Regions from separate parts of the Mus musculus genome. Here regions 1, 2 and 3 are each linked to region 4. Evidence: chromatin contacts called from public ChIA-PET and HiChIP or PLAC-seq data. All regions are on one chromosome and are shown on one strand. Each heading gives the region's core, a stretch centred on a gene start, on an enhancer-like site or on the middle of the called end of the contact. The rest is flanking DNA. Distances are from core to core; before and after follow the strand shown. Region 1 overlaps Stum (mechanosensory transduction mediator). Region 2 holds the start of Itpkb (inositol 1,4,5-trisphosphate 3-kinase B). Region 3 overlaps Cnih4 (cornichon family AMPA receptor auxiliary protein 4). Region 4 holds the start of H3f3a (H3.3 histone A).

What was found. ChIA-PET counts read pairs in DNA pulled down with a chosen protein or histone mark. HiChIP or PLAC-seq counts read pairs in DNA pulled down with a chosen protein or histone mark.
Region 1: a contact with region 4 is called in an H3K27ac HiChIP or PLAC-seq map of the HPC-7 cell line, with 11 times the contacts expected there. The contact joins the enhancer-like site here to the promoter of H3f3a in region 4. A contact is called at or near these places in 8 of 39 promoter capture datasets (the 3T3-L1 cell line, 3T3-L1-derived adipocytes, the HPC-7 cell line and 4 more), 4 of 115 datasets of contacts at active chromatin or transcription factors (the HPC-7 cell line, embryonic stem cells, extraembryonic endoderm stem cells and 1 more) and 1 of 9 other capture datasets (embryonic stem cells).
Region 2: an RNA polymerase II ChIA-PET map of memory CD8 T cells shows a contact between it and region 4, with 416 read pairs. The contact joins the promoter of Itpkb here to the promoter of H3f3a in region 4. A contact is called at or near these places in 4 of 115 datasets of contacts at active chromatin or transcription factors (bone marrow-derived macrophages, double positive thymocytes, effector CD8 T cells and 1 more).
Region 3: a contact with region 4 is called in an H3K27ac HiChIP or PLAC-seq map of embryonic stem cells, with 3 times the contacts expected there. The contact joins the enhancer-like site here to the promoter of H3f3a in region 4. A contact is called at or near these places in 3 of 39 promoter capture datasets (the C10 cell line, erythroid cells and pre-B cells), 1 of 484 Hi-C or Micro-C datasets (embryonic stem cells), 2 of 115 datasets of contacts at active chromatin or transcription factors (effector CD8 T cells and embryonic stem cells) and 1 of 9 other capture datasets (pancreatic islet).

The regions. Positions count from the first base shown.
Region 1 is chr1:180,429,970-180,433,325 of GRCm38.p6, reverse strand. It overlaps Stum (mechanosensory transduction mediator), which reads left to right. Exons shown (of 4, transcript NM_001081227.2): 4 at 1-953. Among named protein-coding and RNA genes, the nearest start is that of Gm39712, 23 kb to the right of the region's middle. Within about 2 kb of position 1,300, at least 122 of the 459 cell types and tissues checked have an H3K27ac peak or open chromatin away from gene starts, as enhancers often do. A contact at or near this core is called in the HPC-7 cell line and pre-B cells, where this site is marked.
Region 2 is chr1:180,328,703-180,332,261 of GRCm38.p6, reverse strand. Itpkb (inositol 1,4,5-trisphosphate 3-kinase B) reads right to left here and starts at 1,786. Exons shown (of 8, transcript NM_001081175.1): 1 at 1,483-1,786; 2 at 1-150. It also overlaps the pseudogene Gm5069.
Region 3 is chr1:181,162,219-181,165,533 of GRCm38.p6, reverse strand. The region is part of intron 4 of Cnih4 (cornichon family AMPA receptor auxiliary protein 4); the gene reads right to left. Among named protein-coding and RNA genes, the nearest start is that of Cnih4, 13 kb to the right of the region's middle. Within about 2 kb of position 1,638, at least 5 of the 459 cell types and tissues checked have an H3K27ac peak or open chromatin away from gene starts, as enhancers often do. A contact at or near this core is called in embryonic stem cells, where this site is marked.
Region 4 is chr1:180,811,575-180,814,994 of GRCm38.p6, reverse strand. H3f3a (H3.3 histone A) reads left to right here and starts at 1,390. Exons shown (of 4, transcript NM_008210.5): 1 at 1,390-1,524; 2 at 3,046-3,196. The coding sequence starts at 3,069.

The DNA of each region.
Region 1 (3,356 bases), core at 51-2,550, 380 kb after region 4:
TTATTTCTGAACGAGTACACTGCCTGCCCCAGCCCAGGAGCCAGCAAGGAGTAGAGGAGGGGGCAAGTTTTAAGCAGAGACAAATGACGTTGGGGCTTGTGAGAATCCCGCGATTTCCTGTGGAGTAGTCGCGGGCTCTTCCCGGGCTGGCTCCCTTGCACCCGGGAGCTCTTTTGTTTTGGAAGATGCTGGCAGCATCACTGTATTAAGAGCAGGCCGCGTTGTGTTGTGGATTACTGTTTTGGTGTTGCCGTTGGCTTTTGTCTGTTAAATTAACTGCTGTACATTTTCTTGTTCTCTGACGACATCGGGGGCTTACTTTTCTCACTCCTTCTCACAGGGACCCCATATGCCCAAGTCCAAGCACAGGTGGGGGGTGGAGGGCGGGTGGGGGGTGGAGGGCGGGCGGGTGGGGGCCCGGGGGTACGGAGGCATTGCCAGCCCATTCTAAAGATTACAAGTGTTCTTGGAGACTGCTCGGACTATCTCAGCCCTTGGAAAGATTCTAGACTTTCCTGGCTTAAACTGAAGCATGGGGCCCAGGTTTGACTTTTGCTTAATTTTCTCAGTGTCCCCAGGCTTGAGTCCCCACCCTTGTTTTGGGGTCCACAGAGCCCCGCAGGGGTAGTGCAGGGCTCCCGCTTCTCCTCCAGCCTTCTGCCAGCTTTGAAGACCTTCCTTCCAGCAATGCTACTGTACACGTGGTGAGGAACGCCACCCGCAACAAAGCTCGTGTACATATCTCCGTGTACATACGGAGTGTACATACATACATACATAATACAGTGTACATACATATAGTGCCCCGTGTTATAAAGATAACAGAGCATGGCATTTCTTTGGCATTCCAATTTTTTTTAACCCTTGGAAATATGGTTTTGGCAATCTTTTATTCTTCTTTTTCCTCTTTTCTATTTAATAAACATCCATGTGACCTTCCTGGTAGCTTCTTGAATTCCTGTGTCTTCCATTTCTGTAATCAGATCTCCAGCTGCCCTGAATGCTTTCGTCTCTCTCTCTCTCTCTCTCTCTCTCTCTCTCTCTCTCCCTACAACCTCACCTGCTGGTCTTTCCATTTGGATGGCCATCTTCCCCTTTCCTTGGGGACCAATCCAACATTTTCTCCGCTCACTGGGTCCCCTGTAGCCAAGGATGTAGACTCTGAACGAAGCACCAGGCCCCGAGGGTGCACAGTGCCCGTTTCCTTCCTGGGAGGTTGGACTGGCTGGCAAAGGAAATGTGTGTGAGATAGATGTTGAAATGATGCTAACCACAAATGAGCACGGGGTATGAGTAGTCAGAACTTAGAGCTGACGGTTGCCACCACGAGGGGATCTTCTGAAATGCAGCGGGGGTGGCAAGGTGCAGTCTACAGCCCAGCCAACATCTTTATTAGCTGATGCGCGGAGACCTGGGGAACCTAACAAATTTACCGATGAAGGGAAAGAAATAGATTACAGATAAACACAGGAGAACGCACAAAACTGTTGTAAAATTTGATAAAATAGACTTCGAACAAAACAACAATCCATCGGGGGAACATTATGATTCTAAATGTATGTGCCCTGAATACAGGTACACACAATCTCATAAAACGCATGCTATTTAGATGGAAAGTCACAGATTAACCTTAGCATGATAGTACTGGGTGACTTCAGTACCACACTCTTACCAATAGGTCATCCCCTCACCACAAAATATACAGAAACATTCAAATTAAATGACATTGTACACCACATGGTCTTAACAGACATCTATAGAGCACTTCATTCAAATGCTGTATAGTACTTACTCGTCTCAGCAGCCCATGGGACATCCTCTCGTACAAGGATACAACATTAAAATAATTTCCATATCCTGGATGAGTACAAGACTGTAAGGCTACAAATCAACAGCCAGAGAAACGCCAGAACACATACCAATTCGTGACGAATCTAGAAAGTTCTGGATAGGCAGAAAAAAAAATCTAACAAGATGGAACCCTTGTGGGTTATGGAAAGATCAGTGCCTGGGGGATAATTAGCCTCTGGGCTTCCCTGTACCCATGGAATATTCTAGAGCAGTGGCTCTCATATGGTGCCTCATGTTAGGGTGACTCTCAACCATAAAATTAATTTCATTGCTGGTTACTTCATAACTGTAATTTTGCTACTGTTATAAATAGTAATATAGGGCTGGTGAGATGGCTCAGCAGGTAAGAGCACCTGACTGCTCTTCCAAAGGTCCTGAGTTCAAATCCCAGCAACCACATGGTGGCTCACAACCATCCGTAATGAGATCTGACTCCCTCTTCTGGTGTGTCTACAGTGTACTTACATATAATAAATAAATACATCTTATAAAAAAAGGTTTTAAAAAAATAAATAGTAATATAAATATCTGATTTTTTTCTGGTGGTTTTAGGTGACCCCTGTGAAAGGGTCACTTGGCCCCCCCAAAGGGGTTGAGACCCACAGGTTGAAAATCACTCTCCTAGGGCATCTCAGGGTTCATGAGCATCAGGTGGGTAGAAAGAATACATCATCTCCTGTCATTGGTTCAGGAGCAGCTGGCTGAAAGACAGAGAGAGATGTGCCTGCAATTTTATCACCAGTGCTGGGGTGATCAGGGACCAGCACTTAGCTCCTCATATGCCAAGGGAAACGTCCAGCCTCTTCCTGTCTATCAGAACAACCCACAGCTCGTGTTAGCTTTCCCATAGCTGGGGGACTAGACCGTCTAATATAACTCAAAGGAAGAAGGATTTGTTTTTCAAATCGTTTCAGGGATTCTAATCTATGTTGGGGACCAGTGGTGAGAGTATTGTAAAGCAGAGAATTTCACATCATAGCAAGAAGGAAGAAGAACAGAGCAGCAATCAGGAGGGGCTGGGGCAAGACTACACCCCTAAGAGCACACACCCAGCGTGGAGGACAGAAGGGAGGACGGAGGACTCCACCTATCATCTATATACGTGCCTGGGGCCAGGTGTGCCCTCTCCTGTGCCTAGCCTTACACGCCCACAGCTTGGCCTTCCCTGTTATATAGAGAGGGAAATGAGAATGTGAGAACGGCCACACTGTGTGTTCTTCACAGTGCTGCTGAGCCAGCCAAGGTGATGGTGAGCCTGCTAGAACCTCAGCTGGGGCCACAGCCCAGCAAGCACTAGAGCTGAGCTGTCTCCAGCTATGGTGGTGTGACCCAGACCTGTAGACCTGGCTCATGGTGGTCATCTGTTCCCTAATGTGAAGCCAATGCAGGCGCTTGAAGTTACGGAATAAGAAACTGCCTGGGCGTGGCTGGAGAGATAGCTGGCTCTTGCAGTGATTATGCACGGCTGTGATCTAAGCTTACAGTACTCTTCCCCCCCCCCCCCA
Region 2 (3,559 bases), core at 537-3,036, 480 kb after region 4:
GCGCCTCCTCCTCCCGCGGCTCTCGGCTTAGTCCCGGAGGCCCGGCGGCCGTAGCTCTGCGCGCTGATGGAGCAGCATGGCCTAGGCGGCGGGCACAGGGCAAAATCGCGGGCTCGGCCCCCGCCCCAAGCTCCATAAACGATTTCGCGGCTGTGGAGACACAAGGAGAAAAGTCAGAATTCCCGAAGGCATCAAGGGGGTGGGGTGGAGAGAGCCCACCCGCAGAAAGCAGAGAGCAAAGGGAGCCCCGGGACCCCAATCTGCTGGGGACGGGGTGCCCCTGGATGTCTAGCCTACAGGAGTTGTGATGCTCAGTGAGGAGGCAAGCCGGGCCGCCTCGATATGGCCTCTATTGGTATTTTCCGGCGGTGGTCCACCTCCCCCAGCTTGTGATACACTCCAAGAACACCTAGAATCCCAAATTCTGAAATTAGTCTCGGTAGCCACGCGGATGGCCGAGGGAGGAGGTGCAACTCGCTGGTTCCCTCCTCGAGACTGGCCAGGTTTCCTTGGCCAGAGCAAACACCGGCTATCGAGGATGACAGGCAACCCTGCTCCACCCTCTCAGGACATCAGAGGCCAAGTCACAGGGAACCTGACCCGGACCTGCCTTCCCCAAACCGCTGCTGGAGCCGAGACCTGGAAGGGGACTTGTGTGCCCACCGTTTTCTTTCTGATCCTGGTCTGGGGCTATGCCTCTCGGCCTATGAAAGGCCGGGAAGAGCGCGGGGGTGGGTGGGGGTGGGGCAGTCCAGGCACTTTTCAGCACTAGCCTTGATGTCTGTCTGTCTCCAAACAAGTGTGTTTTGTGAATGTGGGCACGCGTGCGCGCCAGGGAGCAAACTCTGCAGTATCCAGCACTGGAATCAATCCTGGTGGCTCCCTACTGTCCCCTCAGACCCTGCAGCGAGTGTGTGTGTGTGTGTGTGTGTGTGTGTGTGTGTGTGTGTGTTTGGGAGAGGGGATGCATGTCCGCAGCTACTCAGCCCTGCGCGCATCCTGTTAGCGAGGACCCAGCTGCCCCCTCCGGGACCCACACCCCTCGGAGGAACTCTGGGCTTGCTTGCACAGTTGCAGCCCGGAGGCCTTCTAATTGTGCAGGCCTGAGAATTTGCAGCCCTTCGGGGTCCCGCAAGCTAAGCCCCGGAGCAGCGCGGCCGGCCGAGGGCAGGGCCTCGCGCATCCCGGGCAGCCTCGCCTGGCGCCAGGGGAGCCGCCGGGCAAGCCGAGCCCCAGACGCCCGCAGCGCGCCGGGGAGGTGGTGGCGGCGCAGCGGCCCGGAAGGCGATGGGAAAGTCGAATCGCCTCCTCTGCCCCCAAGGCCACGCCACGCTACCGTCCCAAATCAGCCTCCCTTCTCCGTCGTTCTAGCCCTCACCTCCGTGCTGTGCTCGGACCCCGGAACACCCAGAGGAACCCCAGCACAGATGGAGCGGAAAGAGGGTTCAGAGACGAGGGCCAGGAAGGAGCCGCCACGCTTACCTGCAATTGCTCAGACTTCCAGGTCCCGTGCAGGCGACATGCCCCGGGGACTCCGGGCTCGTACAGACCAAGTGGCTTAAAGTTTTTTTAAAAAAATAAAAAAGCTCCCAAAGGGTTTCCGCAACAACTTATGGAAGACGGAAAAAGTGGGGTGCAACGAAGCTGAATGTACCGGCGCAGGGACTAGGCGATCCCGGAGGGGACACCGCCAGGCCGACCCTGCGTTGCTCTGTGCTTGGTTGGAGACACTACCGCTGTCAGCGTCTGCTCCCTGCTACTTCAGTGTTTGTTCAATGTAAGATTTAAAAAAAAAAAAAAAAGTTGGGGGTTGAGGGAGGAGGCAGAGAGGCGGGGGCTTGGGGGAGGAAAGCAGGAAGGAAGTTGTGAGCCTGTCTGGGGTTGAACTCAGCGGAACAAGTTTTTCTTTTCTTCTTTTTTTTTTTTTTTTCTATTGCTTGGCAAACCGAGGGAGGGAAACACTTAAAAAAAAAGTTTCCATTGTTAGCTAACAAAAAAAAAAAAAAAAAAAAAAAAGACTTTAACTTCTGCGGGTTAAAGATATACGATTTATTTTCCATCCCTCGACCAAGGTTTGCTGGTGTCTAGTTTTATGAAGCTACGTTTGAAAACTGTTTTTAATAAAATTTTGAGTGTGCTAAACAAAGCTGCTGGGGGGGGGATTTTTCTAGCATCGAAAGAGGGGTAATATTCTGCCTAAGCAGAGGGTGTACTTGTACTACAATAGGCAACTTTTTACAAGGTATATTGCATATATTGCAGGGCATTTCCTTGCACAGTTTTAGGTTTTAATGCACCATGGTAGAATTTTGGAAGACTGGTTGGACTGTGAGCTGCTGAGTGTCTTGTAGGCTAGATGTGTGAAGGAGCTCTGCATTAAGCAGTTATCTATAAACGCACACAGAGGCTGTGCTGTTCGCGTATTTTTGCACTCAACTCTCAAAAAGTTATTTTAAGAAAAAGCATAGTCCTGGGGCTGAGGCCCGATCAATGTCTTCAACCACTTGCTCAGTCTCCTGTGAATTTACTCCTGCGTTTTCAAGGGTTCTACTCTACCCTCAAATAAAGGGGGGGGGGCACCAGGCAACACTGGAGGGCGGGGGACACTCCCTGCCCCCATACACACACACTTAAGCCCCACCCGGCACTGCAAGCCTGTTTTGCATAATTCCCTAAATCTTAAACTCTAGCGTTTAGTGGAAACAGGGAACACAGCTGCGAGGTTTAGGAGATTTAAGAATCCTAAGCTTGTATCCGCCCATATATCCTGATTAGCCAAACCTCGGATGGAAAACCTGACCGCCTGTAGCAAGCAGACAGCTTACTTGTTTATGTAACAATACCGTTGAAGTGAGCAAAGCAACCTGCAGCTTGGTCAGGAAAAGACTCAAGCAAATTTGAAACCAAGAGCCCTTCCAGCCAAGAATTCCTGGAATCGGACAAGTCCTTTCTGGTTTTGTTTTGTTTTGTTTTTGTTTTATTTTTTATTTTTTTTAACATACCCTGGAAGGCTTGAATCTGGTTTCCCTCTCACCCTCAATGGGGCTGAATAAAGATGCCTGTCCTGTGTGTGTTCTAGTATTACCGTGAGACAAAGAAGCCACCTCTATCTAGACTCCCTCCTTTGGTCCCTAGTGGCAAGAAGAGGAGTTACTCAAGCTATGAAGTCTAATCTGAGAGGTGATAAATGCCTCAGTAGAAGCAACTGAAGAGCCTAGCAAAGCTCCCACAAATCTCTACCTTGCCGGCCCCTGAGAAGCTGTTCCTAGTTGCTATTGTCTCTTGTAGGTGAGTCAGTCAACCTTCCCTAGTGAGAAATGAAGGCTGCTGGAACATGCCCTTAGTCTCTGAGTAATCCTTGGCCAGTCAGCTGCTGTCAGACAGGACATGGAGATGGAACTTCTGGCTTGGATGTAAGGGAGACAAGACGATAGTCCTAACCATGACACTGAGAGGGTTTGGCAGGGTTTAAGTCCCCAGATTGGAAGTCAGCACAGCAGGCTTTATATCCTACCATAGAATCTAGCTGGCTCCCACAACGTAAAGCAAAAGTTAACAC
Region 3 (3,315 bases), core at 389-2,888, 350 kb before region 4:
TGAAGCACCTTCTTTGGGTAGCTGACCTTAACTCAGTGCAGTTGTGAGGTCTCCTTCCACAGCCCATCCTGCTCCTATGTGGCCTAGCGTACAAGCGGTTCTTGGTCTGTGAGCTGTGAGGATAAGACCCAGGCGTCTTCTCCCTCATTCTCTGTACTACCACAGACTACAACTGCCAAGCTGAATACTTCGGGATTGATACTGCTCCTTCTTGTCACTTGAGGTGACATCAGGACAGGAAATACTCAAGAAAAATCACCTCAGTTAAAAATGAAATAAAGGGGGCTGGAGAGATGGCTCAGCAGTTAAGAACACTGGCTGTTCTTCCAGAGGTCCGAGTTCAATTCCCAGCAACTACATGGTGGCTCACAACCATCTCTAATGGGATCTGATGCTCTCTTCTGGTGTTATCTGAAAACAGTTTCAGTATATTCACATAAAAAAAATTTTTTTTTAAAGAAAAAGAAAAAAAAAAAAAAGCTGGGGGGGTGGTGGCGCACCCCTTTAATCCTAGAACTTGGGAGGCAGAGGCAGGCGGATTTCTGAGTTCGAGGCCAGCCTGGTCTACAGAGTGAGTTCCAGGAAACCCTGTCTGGAAAAACCAAAACCAAAACCAAAACCAAAACCAAAACCAAAACCAAGGAAGGAAGGAAGGAAAAGAAAGAAAAGAAAAAGAAAAAAACCGGGCATGGTGGCGCACGCCTTTAATCCTAGAACTTGGGAGGCAGAGGCAGGCAGATTTCTGAGTTCGAGGCCAGCCTGATCTACAGAGTGAGTTCCAGGACTGCCAGGGCTACACAGAGAAACCCTGTTTCGAAAAACAAAAAACATAAAACAAAACAAAAGGGCCTGGAGAGATGGCTCTGGTTAAGACCATCTGCTGCTCTTTCAGAGGACTCGGGTTCAATTCTTAGCACCCACAAGGTAGCTCTCAACTGTCTATAACTCCAGTTCCAGGGGATTCAACACCCTTGCACAGACACATACACAAGAACACCACCAATGCACATAAAAAATAAAAATAAATAATTTTTTACAAATGAGACACAGCCAGGCATGGTGGCGCATACCTTCAATCCCAGCACCTGGGAGGCAGAGGCAGGTGGATCTCTATGAGTTTAAGGCCAGCCTGAAAGTGGGTTCCAGGATACCCAGGACTACACACTGAAACCTTGTCTTGAAAAACAATGAAAATAAACAAAAAAGAGAAATATATCTTATGTGCAAGGATCAACCTTGTTCTTGATCATCTGATCAAGATCAACCTTGACTAACAAATGACTCCAGCGCATGGACAAAACTCAGCCTTACTCAGTTACCAACAGAATAACCAGTCAGGCTCATTAAACACACAGTGTACAGTGCAGGTTAAATGCTGTCGCTGATAATTTGAAGATTTTGAGTTTACTATAGATGATAAACTCAAGCACTTCATAGCACTTAGTTCTTGCTGCAATCCCATGAGGTAAGTTTTAGTGAGAGCCCATGATCAGATGAAAACCCAAGGTACAGAGAGGCTAAGTAAGAAGTGCACCCTAAATCTCACAATAGGTAGTAGAGCCCAGATCCCACTGGGTGAGCAACGTGGCCATCAGATCCAAGGCATGCGCTCCACCCTTCTCTAAAACAATGGGAGCATTTCCCCAAAACTTTACTTCCATTTAAGGATTCCCTGAATGCAAGCTGAGTGAAAGGTACTGGAGCAGGTGTGAGAGAAATGGAAAACCCCTGAAATAAAAGCTGACAATCTGGTGATAAAATCTTTTTTAAACAAAAGCATCCACCCCAACCATTTCAACTACGGATCACATTCAGGGGGTAAGGTAACCACGATGTACCCAAAACAAGAAGCCGACAAAGGCAAACGAGGATAGAAAAGGGGAGGATGCACCCCACAGGGTACAGCAGCCCAGACTAAACAGTGCCTCAGGCTGCCCACTGGTAGCAGTAAGGACCACACCCTAGCCCTGCCCCTAAAGTGCTACGCTCTCTCTCTGTCTCTCTTGTTTTCTTATTTTTGAGATAGGATCTTGCTGTAACTTGGGAACCATGGATCTTACTAAGTAGTCCTGGATGGCACTAATTTGTGATTCTCAGCCTCTCAAATGCTGAGATTAAAGATGTAAACCACTATGCCTGGCTAAAATAATGCTTTACAAACCAGTATCTTGGGGTGGAGACATAGCTCAGTGCTTAAGAGCACTTCTTGTCCTTGAGGAGGACCAAGTTTCAGTTCCCAGCACTTGTATGGCAGCTCATAACTGTAACTCAAGTTCTAGGACATCCCCTTCTCTCTGTCTGTCTGTCTGTCTGTCTGTCTGTCTGTCTGTCTGTCTGTGTACATACATATGTATGCATGTACATATTTTTCCTTCTGGCTTTTTGAAACAGAACAGTGAAACCTCTCAGCTAGACTCTATGAGTAAAGAAGACCAATGGCAGTTTTAAGTATATCAATCACCTCAACAGCTAAGAAATAGGTGGTACACAATGGAGTACTACTCAGCTATTAAAAAGAATGAATTGCCGGGCGTGGTGGCGCACGCCTTTAATCCCAGCACTCGGGAGGCAGAGGCAGGTGGATTTCTGAGTTCGAGGCCAGCCTGGTCTACAAAGTGAGTTCCAGGACAGCCAGGGCTATACAGAGAAACCCTGTCTCAAAAAACAAAAAAACAAAAAAATAAAAAAATAAAAAGAATGAATTTATGAAATTCCTAGGCAAATGGTTGGACCTGGAGGGCATTATCCTGAGTGAGGTAACCCAATCACAAAAGAACTCAAATGATATGTACTCACTGATAAGTGGATATTAGCCCAGAAACTTAGAATACCCAAGATATAGTGTGGTGGTTTGAATATGCTTGGCCCAAGGACTGGCATTGTTAGATGTGGCCTTGTTGGACTCGGTGTGGGCTTTACTACCCTTGTCCTAGCTTCCTGGAAGTCAGTCTTCCATGAGGAGCCTTCAGATGAAGGTGTAGAACTCTCAGCTCCTCCTGCACCATGCCTGCCTGGATGCTGCCATGTCCCTGCCTTGATGATAATGGACTGAACCTCTCAACTTGTAAGCCAGCCCCAATTAAATGTTGTCTTTTCTAAGACTTGCATTGGTCAGGGTGTCTGTTCACAGCAGTAAAACCCTAACTAAGACAGTTAGATCGAACACTAATTTAATGACATAAAAAATGAACACAGCTACAATAAATTCACATAATTTCCAAAAGTGTTACAATGTTAATTCAAAATTCTCCAGTACAGTAATACCTCACAAAACAAAGGCAGGCATGGTATTCAGAATGAAAGCTATTCTAAACT
Region 4 (3,420 bases), core at 141-2,640:
TTTTCACTGGCAGCTCTGTGGAGGGTTTTTTGCATATGTGCATTTAGGGTAGTATCGCAGATTGCATGTGTTCATCAACACTTAACACTCATTAAATAATAATGAAACAGGAGGCCTGGGTTGTTGTTTTTTTTCCCTCTAGGGTCTGTTCCTCAGTTCAGTGACCTTGGCCAAATCCATTTCTTCTCTCATATCTGATTTCCACATATCTGTTTCAGGATAATGTTCATGATAAGACTGCTTTGAGAGGTCTTCAGATTACATGTATGCTACTGTCCTTCATCAGTACCCTACGGGACCTTTGTGACTCTTCTACCGAAAGCCTTCACCCAGAGTTGTGTAGCCTGGTCAATACCACCTGGGGACGGTTCAGATGTTTGTGGGTCACTTAATGAGAACTTGAGCTATGCAGTCTGTTGCCCAAGCTACTGGGCAGAAGGAAAGCGGGAAACAGCTTTTCCTTCTACCTGCCGTTTCAGCCTCCTGTGTCTGACATTAGACTCTTATGTCACGAGATTTCTGCAGCGCTCCTCCAAACAGCGAAGGGGTGGAAAGGCCTACTCTGCCTTAGACTGCTACAGCTGTGTTGCACATTGTCTCAGAGGCTTACAAAATAACAGCCATCTTGCACCAAGAACCGCGGCCTAGGAAGAGGGCGAGCCCTGTCCCTCGGCCCCGGTGCCACCACCTGCGACGCGCTGACAGTCTCCGCACTGCCCCGCAGGCTGCCCCTCCTCTCCCGGGGCTAGAGTCTGCGACCGACTTGTCCTCAGGCGACTTGGCCCGAGCCTCCGGACCGGCCCGCGCTCGGCGGGGAGCGAAGGCGGGAAGAGGCCCGCGGGTCCCCCGCCCCTGGCGCGCCGCGCGGTCCGAAAGTGGGCGCGGGACTGGGGCTTCCACTTTGCCAGCTAGCTTCCCGCTTGGGCGCGTTTTCAACTGGGGCGCGGCGACCGTACGGTCCCGGCCTTCTCCCCGCCCCCACACGGGCCGGGAACCTCGGGGGCGCGCGCGGGGGCGATGCCCCTCCCCCCGCAGGCCGGGCGCTGGTCCGCAGCCCGCGCCGCCCTCCCCGCCCCCACACCCCCCGCTGTGCACCCCAAAGCTGGGCTTCGGGGGCTCACTTAACGCCTGCGTCCGACGGGGAGGGAGTGTGGGCCGGGGACGGACTAGGGCAGACGGCCCCTCGGCGGGCCCCTCGGCGTGTCTTTTGTGTTTGTACACACCGCGAGAGGCGGCGGGAGGAATGGGCGGGCGGCGCGCGGGGGAGGAGCGAGCGCGCGCCAGCGAACGAGCGCGCGGGGGGAGGGGAGGGGCGGGGCGCGCGGGGGCCCTGGGCGGGGCCGAGCCTTCCCTCCATTGTGTGTGATTGGCTGGAGCGCGGCGCGGGGCGGGGCGGCGTGTGTAGGGGAAAGCCTCGGTGTCAGCCATCTTTCAATTGTGTTCGCAGCCTTCGCCGCGCCGCTGCCGCTCTCCAACGCCAGCGCCGCCTCTCGCTTGCCGAGCTCCAGCCGAAGGAGAAGGGGGGTAAGTTTCTCCGTTTGCCCGCCTTCCCGGAGCCGGGCTCCGCTCGCCGTCGGCCTCGTAGGGGCCCACGGAGGCACCCACAGTCCCCCCGGGCTCGACCCGCAAACTTTTTGGCGCAGAAATGGAGATGGGGAGCGAGTTTGCCTTCCGCGGGCGGTGGCGGCGGCGGCTCCCCGGTCTCTCCGTCTCAGCCCAGCAGTGGCACCGCCGCGGCGTCGAGCCTGTCTCCCTCCGGCGCCGCGGGCTCCTCTTTCTTCGGTGAAATCCCTCCCGCTGCCCCTTCCCGGGACCCCAGACCTTCACCATGTCCCGCGCGAGCCTCTTAACTGCCGCCTCCGGGTCCCAGGCCCCAGTTTTTCGGGCGCAAAGGGGGTAAAATCGCCGCCGCTTTCCACCCCGGGCTAACTCGCTTTTTGCTGCCTCTCCACAGTTGTGCCTGAGCTTCACCATCTTGTCTCTCTTCTCTGGTCACCGACCATATTTTTTTTCCCCCCGTTTCTCTCTTCCCCATTTTAAAATGGAAGGAAAAAATTTTAAGAACATTTTTTTGCCTTTTTTGGAGAAAAAGAAACGATGCTTATGAAATGCAGAAAACAAAAAAAAAGAACTTTTGCATTTTTGGAGAGCGGCACGTGGCAGGGGATGGGGTATTTTCGAACGATTTGCTGTTTGTCTCTCTGGAAGGGAATCGGATACGTTTCCAATTGTTTCCATTTTGTGCTAGTCTTCGGGAGCCGAGTCGCTCGTTGCCAGCGCGGGGTGCGGGGACCGAGACGGGCAGGTCCGGTACCCCGAACCTAGGGACCCAGGGGAGGCAGAACCAAAAGTTTATGTGGTGCTGGGTGGGCCGGGCGGCCGGTGTCGAGCGCTAATTAAGCCTGGGTGCGGGGCAGTCGGCTTCCATAGCGAAGCCCGGGAGGGGGACGGGCTTTGTGGAATGCTCACTGGCGATGGCTGTTGTTCTTGCATTTCGAGACGCCTTTTTGTCAACATAACTATAAAGAAACAAACCTCAAGAATGTTTTTAGATATTTACAGCAACCCAACTGCCAGGCGCGAGAGGGGGGCAGCAAACCGAGCGGGGGGGGGGCGCTGAAACCTTTTTCTTTCTTTTTTTTCTTTTTCTTTTTTTTTTTTTTGGCTGTAATTTGACTCGACCTTTCTGTGTTTGTGGCTTCGTTCATTTGACTTGTTTGTGATCGAATGTTTGCAGACGTTTCTAATTTCTACTTTAATTAAATGAATTGGATCGAAAGCCATGGTGGGGGGCGTCTCTCTGGTTTTGGCTGTTTTATCGCTCGGAAATAGCTTTATAAAGTATAAATGCTGACAATTTTCTAGTTTGTTTTAAATCATGTTTGGGCGATAGATGTAATCCGCGCCCTTCCAAACTAATTATATAACAGTCCCCCCCCCTCCCCCATACTGATTAATTTCCAGATTTGGGGGGGGGGGGTTCTGGCAGGAATACTGTTATGTTTTAGTTGAATCCGATATTTTTTGTTTTTTAAACACTGATAGGTAAGTAAGGAGGTGTCCTTACCATGGCTCGTACAAAGCAGACTGCCCGCAAATCCACCGGTGGTAAAGCACCCAGGAAACAACTGGCTACAAAAGCCGCTCGCAAGAGTGCGCCCTCTACTGGAGGGGTGAAGAAACCTCATCGTTACAGGTATTTCTAAAACGTCGAGCAGTGGGATAGTGTCTAAGCAGTATGTCCGTGTAATTTAACAGGAAGATAGTCATACTTTTTGCTATGGGGAAAAGATGTTTCTCTCTTTTGAATGATTATTACTACTTGAATATGTATGCATATGTTTGTGAACACATGTATCTTAGTATTCAGTTTGATAGATAACATTACATTTTGAAGCTGTAATCTGATCTAAAAGCCTA